Regions from separate parts of the Mus musculus genome. Here region 2 is linked to region 1. Evidence: chromatin contacts called from public Hi-C data. All regions are on one chromosome and are shown on one strand. The core of a region is the stretch at or near the end of the contact, and the rest is flanking DNA. Distances in the headings are between cores, read along the strand shown.

The links. A called contact is a pair of places that touch in the nucleus more often than the background predicts.
Region 2: a Hi-C map of cortical neurons shows a contact between it and region 1, with 2.7 times the contacts expected there. The contact joins two enhancer-like sites. A contact is called at or near these places in 3 of 39 promoter capture datasets (cranial neural crest, hippocampal neurons and liver), 6 of 484 Hi-C or Micro-C datasets (the C2C12 cell line, cortical neurons, forebrain and 3 more) and 1 of 9 other capture datasets (embryonic stem cells).

The regions. Positions count from the first base shown.
Region 1 is chr3:68,197,742-68,205,136 of GRCm38.p6, forward strand. All of the region lies in intron 4 of Iqschfp (Iqcj and Schip1 fusion protein), which reads left to right. All of the region lies in intron 1 of Schip1 (schwannomin interacting protein 1), which reads left to right. Among named protein-coding and RNA genes, the nearest start is that of Schip1, 140 kb to the left of the region's middle. Within about 2 kb of position 3,665, at least 16 of the 459 cell types and tissues checked have an H3K27ac peak or open chromatin away from gene starts, as enhancers often do. A contact at or near this core is called in cortical neurons, where this site is marked.
Region 2 is chr3:68,539,652-68,547,046 of GRCm38.p6, forward strand. The region is part of intron 5 of Iqschfp (Iqcj and Schip1 fusion protein); the gene reads left to right. All of the region lies in intron 2 of Schip1 (schwannomin interacting protein 1), which reads left to right. Among named protein-coding and RNA genes, the nearest start is that of Gm22073, 4.4 kb to the right of the region's middle. Within about 2 kb of position 3,725, at least 114 of the 459 cell types and tissues checked have an H3K27ac peak or open chromatin away from gene starts, as enhancers often do. A contact at or near this core is called in cortical neurons, where this site is marked.

The DNA.
Region 1 (7,395 bases), core at 2,415-4,914:
ACTTAGGGAAAACAGAGACAGGACTCCTGAAGGGAGACTGGAAATAGACAGAAGACAGACGGATGGGTCAGTGTGCAGAACAGCGTGGGCAGGAGGCGTTCAATGCCCCTGTACCTTTAAAGGGTCTGTGTGGTGCCCACTTAAGAATGATATCACCAGCCGGGCATGGTGGCGCACACCTTTAATCCCAGTAGTTGGGAGGCAAAGGCAGGTGGATTTCAGAGTTGGAGGCCAGCCTGGTGTACAGAGCGAGTTCCCAGGACAGCCAGGGCTACACAGAGAAACCCTGTCTCAAAAAAAAAAAAAAAAAAAAAAAAAAAAAAAAAAAAAAAAAAAGAAAAAGATATCATGATCACTGACAGAAAAGGAAGATGAAACATTTATGCAACTGGTCATTTGTTGACAGTTACTCCTAAGGAAGTCAATACTTCCAGCCTATTTTGCATGTGTGGAGCAGTTCACATCTGTGGGTGCGGAATCAGAGGCTGTGCTTGAGACACCATGTACATGGCACAAGAATCACCCAAGGGGATCCCCTTGTATATGCCAGGAGGAAATGATGGGGTGAAAGCAACAGCTGACACAAAATGAGCTGGGAATATTAATTATCACAACCTCCAAAAAGACAATGTATTGCTTTAAAGTCATTTCCACTGTATTAGTTTAGTGTAGGTTGAATCTCTCTGAGGGAAGCACTCAGGGTTGATATTCATTCATGAATCCTATTTTTAAAGCATTATAATCTTACATTCTAAGACAAGAAGGTAAGATTAATGTGACAAATTAATTGGGGTAAGTCTTAATGTGACGAATGAAGAGATACAGACTAAGTCACACACAGAGTGAGAAGAGACAAATGAACTCTAGGTGAGAAAGGAGGGACCCAAGAGAAGGCAAAATTGGCTTGTACATTCAGAATCAGGAAGGGTGGACATTCCATATAGAGGCAATAGAGTCACATAAGATGCAGAAGGCAGGAACAAAGAACACACAGAGATTGGGGAGCAAAGGGCAAAATTTAGATGGAAACAACACGATCTTTGGGTGTGCAGGTAGGGAGTTAGGGGTAATCTAAAAAATCCTTTTGGGTATGGGGGACTTTGGGATAGCATTGGAAATGTAATTGAGGAAAATATGTAATAAAAATAAATAAATAAATAAATAAATAAATAAATAGAAATCATTTTGGACTGAAATTGTGAAAACTCTTAAATATTAGACTCAGGGTTGTTTGTTCTGCACCAGTGGCTTCCAACTAACCCACCAGGCGCGTGGAGATTCTTTCAACAGATAAATGTCCTATCCACCAACTTTTTGTATCAAAGCAAAAATGTTTTTGCTACAGCATATATATACACATACTCACACACTCACACACACTCATGCATACTCACATGCCCCCAGTCACATACACACTCACACACACACACACACATTCATACATACATATACACTCACATACACACACATCCATATACACACAATAAACACTCACACACATACACACTCACACACATACACACTCACACACATATACACTCACATACACACATGCATTCACAAACATATACACTCACACACATACACACTTACATATATACTCACATACATGCATATACATTCACACACATATACTCACACACACACTCACACACACATCCATTCTCACACATATATAAACACACTCACACACATCCATACTCACACACATATAAAAACACACACATACACTCACACATACTCACAGACACATATGCACTTATACACACATACATAATCACATACCCACACACACACCTACACACTTAAATACTCTCATATATACACACTCACACACACATACACACACATATGTACTCACATACAAACACATACACTCACACATTTACTCACACACATATAAGCACACTCACACACACACACATGCATACTCATATACATACATTCAAACACAGATACATACACACTCACATAATCACACACATACATTCACACACATATACACATACTCATACATACTTTCCCATACACATGCTCCAAACACACACTAACGCACAAGTATTCTCTCTCTCTCTCTCTCTCTCTCTCTCTCTCTCTCACACACACACACACACACACACACACACACACACACACACACACACACACACACACGCACACACACACACACGCACACACTGCTAACACTGTTGCAATGATATCTCCCAATAAAGCCTAGTGGGTCATATATCTTAGTGTTTTTAGCAGGACACTCCTTGTAAGGAACAGATAACATAGACCAGAACAAGACAATATTTACTGTAATATAGCGATGTTGCCTTGTGTGCATTTAAACAAAGATAGAAACGGGGATGGATGACTGCAATCATGTCTCACTAAGTTATAGTTCCCTGACTGCAACTCCAGCCCTGCCCTCCATTCCTTCATCCCATCCTTCCTTCTCTTTCTCCTTCCTCCCTCTTCTTCCATCTCCCTCTCATCATCCCTTCCTTCTTCATCGTGTCTTGTTGTGTAGCCCAGGCTTGCTCAAACTCAAAATCCTCCTGCCTCAGTCAACAAGGAACCTAGAGACCTGACCCTCCCGTTAGCATTTAGAAGCATGCAAAGAAGTTAAGAAGTTCACTGATCATGTTGAGATGATAGAAAATAACAGTGTCTTTCAGAGGAGAGTAACATGGCCTATCTGGGCCTCTGTTGTTCAGAGCTGTACGTGAGCAAGAGTTCCTGTGATCATACACTTGTTCGGGCCACTTTCCATTACTTCTGCATGTGTCAACAGAGAATAAAACAAGGCATGCTGGGAACAGAGAATTTGCTCTTGCAAAGGGCCCAACTTGAGTTCCCTGCACCCACTTTAGATGGCTTTCAACTGCCTGTCACTCTAACTCCAGGCTGACCTGGTACCTCTGGCCTCCACTGTCATACACACTCACATGTACACCCCACATACATACACATTCTTACAAAGGAAATCCAATAGAATCGCTTGGGCCTTGATAGAAGCTTAATAAATGAGAAATCATAGCTACTTTATTAAGTATCATCAGGAAAACATTTTGAAAACCATTCTAGGTAAAGATATAGACATCCTGGTGAAATCAGAATGTCTTTTCAGAGAGGCTGTAAGGTCTCCTGTACAAAATTCCTGGCACACTGAAATCTGTACCTGTTAATTTTGGGTTAAGTGATCATGGACAATGGGATATATGTCCAGAAAATACCTAGCTAATACTGAACACAGTATATCATCTTACATATTTTGGGCATTTAAGTCATCCATCCCCTAACCATTTGTAAGAATATACATTAAGTCCTAAATATGAAGGAGACACAAAAATATAGATCACTGTATCGTATAGCCTGCACATAAGTTATGTGCACATATCCATATATGTATGTAACTATAAAATAAGCAAGTATAAACTTGATTCATACAAAACACATATACAATATATGAAGTTAGATGTTATTTAACAGTATAGATTAAAACAATAATTAACAACATATTAATAAACATAAATGTTCTTTAACTTAAATGGATTGTGTCCCAGTAAATTTACTGTAATTTGAAAAGACATTTTATATGCACATTACCAGGCAGGATGTCTTAAAGATCCTAGCTTAGAATCACAGCACACTGTACAGCATCCATCAGTTACCCTGGTGACAGCTTGGCTGGCTGGGAAACGTGGCTCATTGCTGCTGCCCAGCATGGAGAAGGAATATCACACCATGTGTCTCTAGCCTAGAAAAAAAAAACTAATTAAAAACCCATTCAATTCCTAGTGCTTCAGAAAATAGATAAATAAATTCAATGTGAGATTTCACTGGAATGTGTCTTGGTTTTATATCACATTAAATAAGGAAAATCCTAAGCTGAACCATCACTTACTTATCAAGGCTCTACCTGTACTATAATTGTTTATCAATGATTAAGGATTTGTTTGTTTGTTTGTTTAAGATACAGAACTAATTCACTTCTTGAGGAATGGTTGGGCGAGCATCATGGAAGAAGGGCCTTGTTGCTGGTTTGACTAAATGGCTGAATGGCAGGAGAGTTGCCTGGGAACTGAGGAGCCACGAGGCTGTACACGTATAAAATGACTTAGTTTCATTTCAGCACACATTCCAGTAATCTGGCCTATAGTAAGAATCATGAACCCAAATGCCTTCATAAGCTTAAATGTTTGTAGTACCCAGAAACAAGAAATCAGAGGGGCAGAAATGATGAGGAAATGGATGTTCAAATTCCAGAATATCTGAAACACTGGGATTTCTAAACTATCAGTGCCACCAGATCAAATATTAGACAGACTATGGTTTTGAACCACAGCCCAGACCCTTCTTCTAGGCTTGCACTGCCATGTCTCAGAATCCTCCTCAGTATAACTGTTCAGGGTATGTGTAACGTCTTTGATTCTTGGTTTCTCCCTTTTTAGTAAGAATAAGCATCTTGCCTTTACATTGAATCATCATTGTATCACCGTGAGGGTTAAATATCTTCATGAATATGTAAAGGTTTGGCAATCTTTTCACACTGTTCCCGCTAATCTTCCTGCTTCAGTTGTGGTGGGCAGCATGTGTCTAATGAGACTGCTGTGTGTTGACTAAATTGTATCATTTTAAACCAGAAGCTGGGTGTAGTGATGCATATTTCTAATCCCAGCACCTAGGAGACAGAGGCAGGACAATTACCACAAGGTCAGGGACTGGCTGGTCTACATAGAGAACTGCTGGACAGTCAGAGAGCTATTGTGAGACTCTGCCTAGCCCTCCAGAAGGATTTGCTATAGAGAATAAATTTGAATGCATGTCCAACAAACCAAAAGAGTCGCCTTTGCAGTGAATGCTTCTTGATAGTGAACAATGGGAATAGAAATAAAACAAAGAAGTAAAACCATCATTTTACAGAGCAGCCATGCCACACTGTGTTATAGACAATGACACTTCATACCACAGACTGACTCATCTCCTGTTGAAGTAATGTGGTCCTCAGGATAAGGTAGAGTGGTGCAGAAGAGGACAATTGTCTCCAAAGAACTACTTAGAACTGTCAGCAAGAGAGATAGGAAGTAGATCTCGGCTTCCCAACTTCCTATACAGCCTTTCCAGTGTCCTTCCCTACCTACTTACAAAACAGCAAATGGTTTAAAGTTTCTAAAGGGCTATTGAAACTGGGGGGGGGGGAGGGGAATGGGGGGTGGAAAGAGCAACAGTCAAAGCACAGTTTGTCTTTGTGCGTCTCACTGCAGTGCCAGAGATCGACCTTCTGGGTATCAGGTGCCCTTGATTCTGCCACACCCTGCTTTAATCATCCATGAGCCCAGCCTTACCTGCTGGTAACCTGATGGCCTTCTGCTTTGCCCAAATGTTAGAAGGATGGATTTACAGCTAAATCAATATTTAATCTAATGTACCTCTCCTGACTCCTTTTGTAAAACGGTGTGTAGATCTTGGATAAGAACGCAAGCCTGCAAGCTGAACCAAAGCCATTTGCAAGGCAGTAAACTCCAGCAGGAGGCCTGATAATAAATGTTGAAGAAAAGTGGAGGTTTCCTTGGCAAGGAGCAAAGTTCTGCTCCTCTCTGTCCTCCCCTTTTTATTACAGACACAGAAAAATGACGTCAATAGTCATTTAATTGTGTCTTTGCAAATGAAGCTTGGGATGCCAACAGGCCCAAAGACATTACAATAATGAAGAAAAATACTTTAATAATAGGAGTAAGAATTCTTTTCAGCCCTCTATTATAGTACTTCTCAAGATGGTTTCACTACTTGGAAAAGAAAAGGCACTTTGCCTGACATTTTTCCATTTAATAAAGTAAGAAATAAGTACATGGATACTAAAAGAAATTTAAGTATTTCATTCGTTATGTAGATAGCTACATTTCAAACTGCTATTGGTTCAGGGTGATTTGTCCAAAGCCACAGAGGTGTTAGCTTTAAGCAAGACATAGCCGTGGTTCTTGGTTTAATCTTGTAGAAACTGATTAGGCTTACCAATCTTAGAAGGAAGGTGCTGTCTGTGGGATGGAAATGATGGGGAAAAAAAAAGATTGAGAGGAGAAGAGAGAGAGAGGAGGGAAGGATTCAGGGTGTGTTAGAACACACCTCTGTGGTCAAAACAAAAAGGGAAATATGCAGCGAAACCGTGTGGGATCTCAGGCCTCTGTAGCATTGCGAGTGAGGAAGAATGTGCCTCTGATGATCAGAGAATCAGAGTCTCTTAGAGTGAGCTTTTCCGTCTTTCTTATTGGCAGGAAGAGACTCGTTTTTTAATGAACAGTTCAAGGTTTCCAGTTCAATGAATTGCTTTACTTCATTTAGATGTGCCCTTGCCCTCCCTGTGCTAATAGAGTGCCCTGAATTCAGGAATGTTCCACATGACCATGGTTTTGATTGACAGGAAAAAAATCACAGCAAGGGATTCATACCATAAATTCACAATTAAGTGATTCTGTGAGGCATACGAAATGAGCAGTGTTTCATCAGTGGGCTCTACAGCCTGAGTCTAAGCACCGTAAACCAACTGACTGCAGGCTCCCATCAGTATCATGTGCTGTGTTGATTGATGTAAGTCTTCATGGTAGCTAAGGTTTTGAAACAGAGTTGGACTCAGGACAAAGGAGTTCATTTTTATAAGACATATACTATAGATACAATCTTTTTTTAATTTATGGTGGTAAGCTGTCATGTGCTAATCTCCTTTAGCCACTGTCCCCAGATCCTAAGGAAAGTCATCCAAAACAACAACCTGAATGGACAGAGTCACGTGATCTTGGGTAACAAATTCAGTAAAAAGAGGACAAGGACTAAGATCTGAGTGTCCCTAAGTACTGGTTGTTCATATTTTATCCTTGAGTTTGGGAGTTGAGCAGAGGTCCTGTAAAGATTTAAGGAATGTGCTTCTTTCTTTAAAACAAAATATAATTTCTGTAATCGTACGAGCTACCTTTTAGTTTGTATTCATTTTTGTATATCTATAAATTTGGACACTTGGTAGCCAAGAAGTCTTAGCTTTTCCCATGTTCGAATGATTTAATAGAAAACTAGAGACGATGGCAGAAAGGGACCTGAAAGCCCAAACTTCTTAGTTTACTCACAAAGAAATTGAAGCCGATAGAAGTCGGTGATTTTTTTCTAGATTCAGACCAGGATGTGGAGACAGAGAAGAATGGCGTACAGACTTCTGCCACCACCTGACAGCAGGCATGGAATTGACACGGTACCCGGTACTTTAGCTAGTGAGTCGAGAGTTAGGTAGAAAAAACCTTACAATTGCTATTCAGAAATTTTCTAATTTATATAGTTTAAGAACGAAACCTCTTCCTCCTTTCTGTAACTATATAATAAGATACAATGCTCAGCACAGGAGTCCACCAATTAAGACCAAGG
Region 2 (7,395 bases), core at 2,475-4,974, 340 kb after region 1:
TGCCTCAGATGACTGTGGAAACAGAAACAGTGGACAAACACAGGCTTGGCAGTCTCAGATTGTTACTGCAAGAGACTGATGTTCCAAATGACAAAGCTTCACAGGGGTAGGATTTTATTTCACAAGGAACATGGAAAAAGTGTGAGGTCTGCTACCTAAGACAGCTTCAAGAGGGCTGAAGTCTCTCTGCCTTAGTGTTAGCTGTGGATTTCGAGTTGTCTTCCCGCCCATCCTCAATTTCCTGGTTTCTGCTTATGCTCCAAGATGGCTGCTTAAGCACCTGTCATCATGTAATACAATGAAAAGGGGGCACTTTACAAACGTGGAAAACTGATAATTTTGCTAGAGAGAGGAAAGGGTTAGCCGGGTAGCATGGAGAGATTGCTTCCATTACTGCACTTGTTCCAGGATACCCTGTTTTCTGCTACCTTGAACAGGAATCCTGAAACATATGTGGATCCCAAACTTCTCCTCTGGCCACTTGATTTTGAGTGAATGACTGAAGTCCTTAGAAACCTGTATTTTTGTAAAAAGGAAAGCAGGGAGTGGTGATAAATTCCTTGCTTGGCACACACTTGAAGTTTATCCACAGAACCCATGTGAACGTGCCAAGCCAGGGAGCACTGGTCTTACCATCCCAGCTCTGGGGTCACAGGCAGAAGGATCCTGGACTCACTGGTCAGCCAGTCTAACCTGATTGTTGAGTTGAAGGCCAACAAGAGAACTTGCCTCAAAGGAAGTGCATAGTGCTCTTGAGCATGGTGCCTGGAGTCTTCCAGCCTCCACACATGCATCATCATCACACACAGATGTAAGCTGCAGCAAAGGAAAAGCAAAGAGGGGCCATGACTTTAAGTGTTTAGTAGCTCCTTTGAGAGTGCCTAAAGTCTCCCCTCCGGAGTGGACCATCCCCGAATCACATGCATTAACCCTGTAATTACTCTCAGAATCTTCGGGCTTATCTAAGATTCCCAATCAGAGATAACAGACCCTGTGTGAGGGTAATGGGTTTGCAAGGTCTTGCAACCTGCTTTCATCAGGGTATACCTGGGGAATCTTGTCACAGGTGGGAATAAATACAGACAGTGAGAACGCATGGAGATCTGACTGCTTCTCTGGTTTTGTAGGTCACAGCATGCTTTCCTCCTAAGGAATATTGAGATTAGGGTCCTGGCAACTATTTGAATGCTAAAATCATTACCTGTGTTACACATACACCTGAGAGTCACCTGAAGGACAGGTTTCATCCATCACCTGTTTACAGATGGAGAGAACGTCACCCAACTCCAAGAGCATTGCCACAATTTGAACGGAGTTGATGGAACTCTACCTCTTCAAGAGGTCTTTAGAATGGAATAAACTAAGGAAAGTTGAGAGGTGGCGTCAGTTTTGCCTGTTCCCTGGAGTCATATGTCATCCCTTGGTATCCTCTGGGGACTATCCCAAGACTCCCCATGGTTACCAAGATGCACAAGTGCTCATTTCCCAAGTAGTGTACATGCGCAGCCCATTACCTACAGCTCCCCAAATGATGAGCCCTTGGTCGATTGCATAGAATAACAAATACGGAACAAACATGATGCAAGTTTTTACACTAAGCTCTTTAGAGAATAATCACAAGGTTAAGATCTGTACATGTTCACCACAGACACAGCTTTAAAGTTATGACATTGATTTACGTCTGCATGTGTGCGCTATAGCACGTGAGTGGAGGTCAGAGGACAGTTTGCAGGAATGAAGGGGATCCTGGAGATTGGTTTTAGGTCATCAGGATTGGCAGTAAGCACCTTGAGTCCCCAGGAACCTTCTTAGAAGGCCTAAATGTCGTCATCATTGTTGTTGTTTAAAAAAAGATGTATTTAATGTGTGTGAGTGCTTTGCTTTCACTGTATTTGTGCACTATGTTCAGGCATGGTGCAGAAGGCGGTCAGAAAAGATGTGAGGGAGAGCTGAAAGCCACTGTATGGGCACTGGGAGCCGTACCCTGTCCTCTGGAAGAGCAGCCAGTGCTCTTGGCCACCACACCTACCCTCGATCCTTCTTAGAAATGGTTTTTTATCTGCAGTTGATCCACAGATGCCATCTTCAGTGCTGTGGAGAGCTGGCTGTGTTAGCGATCGATCCCTTTGGTCCCTTACTGATTCTCTGCTGAGTTCCAAAGCAAACCGTCTTTGCACATGAAGGAAATGCCTAGGCCTTTGAGCTCTGAGGGCCTGACACTGCTTCGGGCTGATAAGCAATGGGCATCAGAAGACAACTGGAGTGCAGGCCTGTCCTCCACCCTCTCGGCTTTCCAGGCACAGTGGCAGGAGCTCCCTGCTCTTGTAAAACAAGAGGATATAATTTTGATCAACACTTTAAAAAAAAACCACGTCTACTGACGAGCACATGGGAAGGAAGATGAACCAGCAATGATACGTTCTGCACAGCAACTGTAAAGGAGAGAAGCCTTGAGTATATATAACGTCCTCCTCCCCAGTCAGGAGCTGGGTCCATGGCCTTTAAGTCATCCTGCAGAGTTTTGGTGTCCCCCCAGTACAGGTTGGTCTGGCATGAAACTTGCAGCTTTTGAACATACAACTCAGTTGCTTTCCCACTTGAAACGCTTTGTCCCCTCAGTGTGTTATGTAAGTTGCCACTAAATGCAAATATGAAAAAAATCCATATTCAACCTGGCTTCACAGAGAAGAGATTTGGCTTTTAAACAGCTAGGACGTTCTTTAGAAAACGCTTCTGGGTATATGGCTGAAGCTCAAGGGAAGAAAGCCGTTCCACAAAGCTCTGGGTTCTATTTCCAGCATGGGATGCACACACACACACACACACACACACACACACACACACCCCTGCACACACTCATACCTGCACACACACATGATTTAGAATGTGTTTTCTTCTTTTACTTAATAGAATTTTTCTCAGAACTGTATCATTTTTATTAAAGCCCCTGCTGTGTTTCTTGCAGTCAGCTTCATTTTATAGCTATCCCACATTGCCACACCTGGTTGTTGCCAGAGTATGGATCATATGACTCCAGAGTAAGTTTCTTATCTAATTGGAAGAAAAGATGGGTAGGGGGACTTCCAGGAACTCTGTCAGAAGAATCAGTTGTCCTTAGCAAATTTCCTTGCCTCTCCCCATTCAATCTTCTAGTTTATTTCAATTATTTAAGTTTGTATGTGTGTATACAAATGTGTGAATGCAGGTGCCTGTCCTGCGGGGTCCAGAAGCTGTTAGATTTCCCCTCCCCCAATCTTTATGGGTGCTTGTGAGTACTGAGAACTGAATAGTCCTCCTTACAAGACCAGTGCTGGTTTTTAGTTGCCTGCTGAGCCACCTCTTCAGTCCCCGCCCCTACCCTCATTCCCACCTCCATCCCATTTTATCTCTTGGCTCTCACTGCCCAAATAAGGTCATATTTCTTTGAACTGGCAGCCTGGGCTATGCTGTGGGAGGTATTATGTAAATTAGCTTGGGCTGCAGCACAAACTCCAGCATCAGATCATCGTCTCAGAGCACCCAGGCTTTGCAGGAGGACGTCAGGCACCCAAATGAAAGTTAAAGTTACTGCTAAGAGGAGGGCCTGTATATGGAAGGGGCTACAATAGTAATTAGACTCGGGCTGCTGTGGGCATCTCTCCAGCAACGCCCTGAGCACCGGGCCCCGCCCTAGGTGCCAGGGCTCCTGGTTTCACTCACAACTTTTGGGAATCTGCTGACCCCTAGTGTCTTCAATAAAGCATTGACTGTAAAATCTAAAGACTCACTTCCCACCTCCTCCCTCACAGAAGCAGCCCCAGAGCTATGCTATTCACAGAAGAGGGTGGTTGTGAGCCAAATAAACCATGAGTTTAATGAGAAGCCTTCTGATCCACTTTAAGACACAGCACCCGGGGGGATGGTGAGATGGTTCAGCAGGTAAGACCACCGACTGCTCTTCCGAAGGTCCTGAGTTCAAATCCCAGCAACCACATGATGGCTCACAACCATCCGTAAGGAGATCTGACACCCTCTTCTTGAGTGTCTGAATACAGCTACAGCGTACTTACATATAATAAATGAATTAATTTTTTTTAAAAAATAACACAGCACACAGACTCCCATGTGGTGGCTTCCTACCTGTGAATCTAACACATAACAGGTTAAGGCGGGGTTTCTGTGACTTTGAGGCCAGCCTGAACTACTGGTGAGTTTTAGGGCCAGCCTGGGGTATAAAGTGAGATTTCCCCATCTCAAAAACAAAAGGCTAAGCAAACATGCTGGGGCTTTCCTGACCATTACTCTAAGAACTTTATGCAAACCTGGTCCAGATCTGGTCATCTCTGTTAATCATGTCCAAGTGGGTCTCTTCCCAGGACGCAGGATATCCTTTTGGAGGTAGGGCGTAGGTATGTGATGAAGACCTACACTCTTAGTGGATAGTGCCTGGGTAGATGAAGACCACCACTATTATTCCAGCATTGAAGAGGCAGATGCAGGAGGAGCTCAAGTAGGAAGCCCGGCTGGGCTGCATATAGCAAGTTCCCCACCAGCCTGACTGTAGGGAAACGGTTTAAAATAAAATAAGTAATTAAATAAATAAAGGTAGATTGATAGATAGGCAGGCAAACACATAAATAAGACACTGTGATAAAGTGAGCAGTCAATTGTGTTTGTAAACTGTATGGTATACAAAGTATTCCAGTATCCCAGAAGATACACCTGAGTGGCTGTTTGGTGCTGTGGGCTAGCTACAGTGTGCCCACACTGGTGCTGTGGGCTCACTGTGTGGGTTTTTATTACACTGTATCAGCTTGTGCTGCCACTGGGAGCCAGACCTGAGCCGCTGGTGAAGATGTGTTACCTCCAGCCTTCCTCTGGCCTGTGTGCTTGGAGGCACAAGACTTCCCCTGCTTTCCCGGATTTGAGTTGTAGGGGGCAGGGGGAAGACAGAGACAAGAAGATGACACCCAAGGGGGAAAAAAAATAGAGAATCTGTCTTTGATTTGTTTTGCTTGTAGCCAATTTCTAAGGCACGTGTGAAATGAGGCAGCTCTCCAGCTAGGAGGAATTCTGCACAAAGCAGGGGTTAGAAATGAACAGCTATGATCTTTGGAGGGCACTGAAGGACAGATAGAATCTCTCAATCTGGGAACTGAGGAATGTTCTGGAAAACAGGCAGGTGTTTGCCAGCTGGTTGGTTTTAGCAAGCAGAGCCACTGTTGCTGCTAACCAAGTGTCACACCGCTCGCTGCCCAGCGGCCAATGCATCCACTGCTGGGATGGCCTCGTCCAGCCCTTGCTGCCTCTTCCCACAGTGGAGGAGAGCGCCCACAGATGAGCTGCAGCCTCAGTGGCTAAGTGAGGCCCTGGGAGGAAGCTAAGCTATGGCTGTGTGCAGTGACTGGAACAGCCGAGCAGACGTCAGCATGTCTTGTGCCTGTCACTAGATTAGACACACCAAGTGAGTTTGCCACTATGAAGCCTTTGATGTAGATGGTAGACATTAGGTATTTGTTCTGCCTTTCCATGGACAACCTTGGAGTTCATCTTTGTGACACATAGATTTCTTGCAGACATGGGAACTGGGACTGTATTCAGTCAATGCTAAGTGGGAGCTGTAAAAAGCCAAGACACTTGCAGAGCATTTAAAAGTTGTGGACTCTGTGTGTGTGTGTGTGTGTGTGTGTGTGCAGGGAGGGAGGGATGGAGGGAAAGAGGGAGGAGAGAGAGAGCGCACTGCACAGGCTTTGGGGTTCAGCTTTCTTTCTACTAGTGGATCTTGGGGATGGAACTCAGGTCATCACTCTTGGCAGCAAGCCCCTTTACCTGCTGAGCTGTCTTACCAGCCCTGACTATATCTCATTATAGGCTCATATTTGTATTCATCTCCCCCTGCCCCGATGCCATTTCTCCCTGTCCCCTCCCTCTGCCTTCTATGGATGATCTGAGTTTGCATCTGCATTTGTCCTGTGTCCCAGTACGTGGAGAGGTTAGCATGCTTTTCTAAGTGCTGTCTATGGTTCTGTGGAAGAACCAACCACCAGGAAGATTACAACAATATGAGGGGTTTTTAAAAAGGATTTTTAGAATGTTGTTCTTTGTATGCTTCTGTCTTTATCGTTTTCCTGGTTTGTTGTTGTCGGTTTTTTTGGGGTTTTGTTTGTTTGCTTGTTTGCCTGGGGGGTTGGCTTTTTGTTTTGTTTTGTTTTTTGTAGATTGGGTTTTTTTTCCTCCCCCTCCTCCAAATTAGTGTGTGTTTGTATCTATGTTGAGTGGATGATCTCTAATTAGGAGTTCCCTGGAGAAGCGTAATCAGCCTGGGAAATGTGGGGAACAGTGGCAGGAAAGCTGTTTGATTTTGGCAAGAAAAGCAGTGAGTCCTCACCCTTCCTGGCTGTGTGTGGCAGCTGTGCCTCTCTGTCCCGAGGAATGTGGGCCAAGCCCCAGGGCCAGTCTTGACACCTTGTCTGTGAAGGCCTCCCCTCACCCGGGAGGCAACCGTCGGCCTCCCTTTGTAAAGATGAAGAAACTGAGGCTGAGCTACACTGACCTTTGCCCAAGGCATAGCTACTTCAGGACACTACCAAGTTTCAAAACGCAGCCATTTCTAACTTGAGCATCCTGTTTTTCCATTGTACCAACTGTCCCAGCCTTCAGGTTTTTGTCTTGGAGCTAAAATTATGAAGAACAGTGAACATTTGTTCAATGAACAGACAGCTTCTTTAGAACCCTTCTGTTTCCGCAGAGGATTTGTTTAGTTTTCGTTTTAATTAGCAGCCGTGAACAATAAGCACGCCCTGGGTCGTCGCTTCATGACCAGACACCACTATCCAGTGTGAACAGTGCTGGCCGGGTTTGTGTTTAGACTGACATCAAGTATCCCCAGAGCTCGTGTCTCTAGCTGCATATGTAGCAGAAGATGGCCTAGTTGGCCATCATTGGGAAGAGAGGCCCCTTGGTCTTGCAAACTTTATATGCCTCAGTATATCCCTCACAGGGGAACACCAGGGCCAAGAAGTGGGAGTGGGTGGGTAGGGGAGTGGGTGGGGGGAGGGTATGGGGGAATTTTGGGATAGCATTTGAAATGTAAATGAAGAAAATACCTAATAAAAATATATATGGAAAAAAAAGAATTGTTTTTCTACCCTGAGCCTGAGCTGCTCGTCCATTCTTTCTTGCTAATGGAACCTTAGCTGACTGGGAGCAGCAGTATAGCACTGTATTTCCTACAGTCTTTCTGGGGCTAGAGCAGCGGCTCTCTACCTTCCCAGTGCTGTGACCCTTTAATGCAGTTCCTTCATAACTGTAATTCTGCTACTGTAATGAACTGTAATATAAACATCTGATATGCAGGATATCTGATCTATTACCCCAAAGGGATCAAGACCCAAGGGTCGATTATCTCTGGGCAGA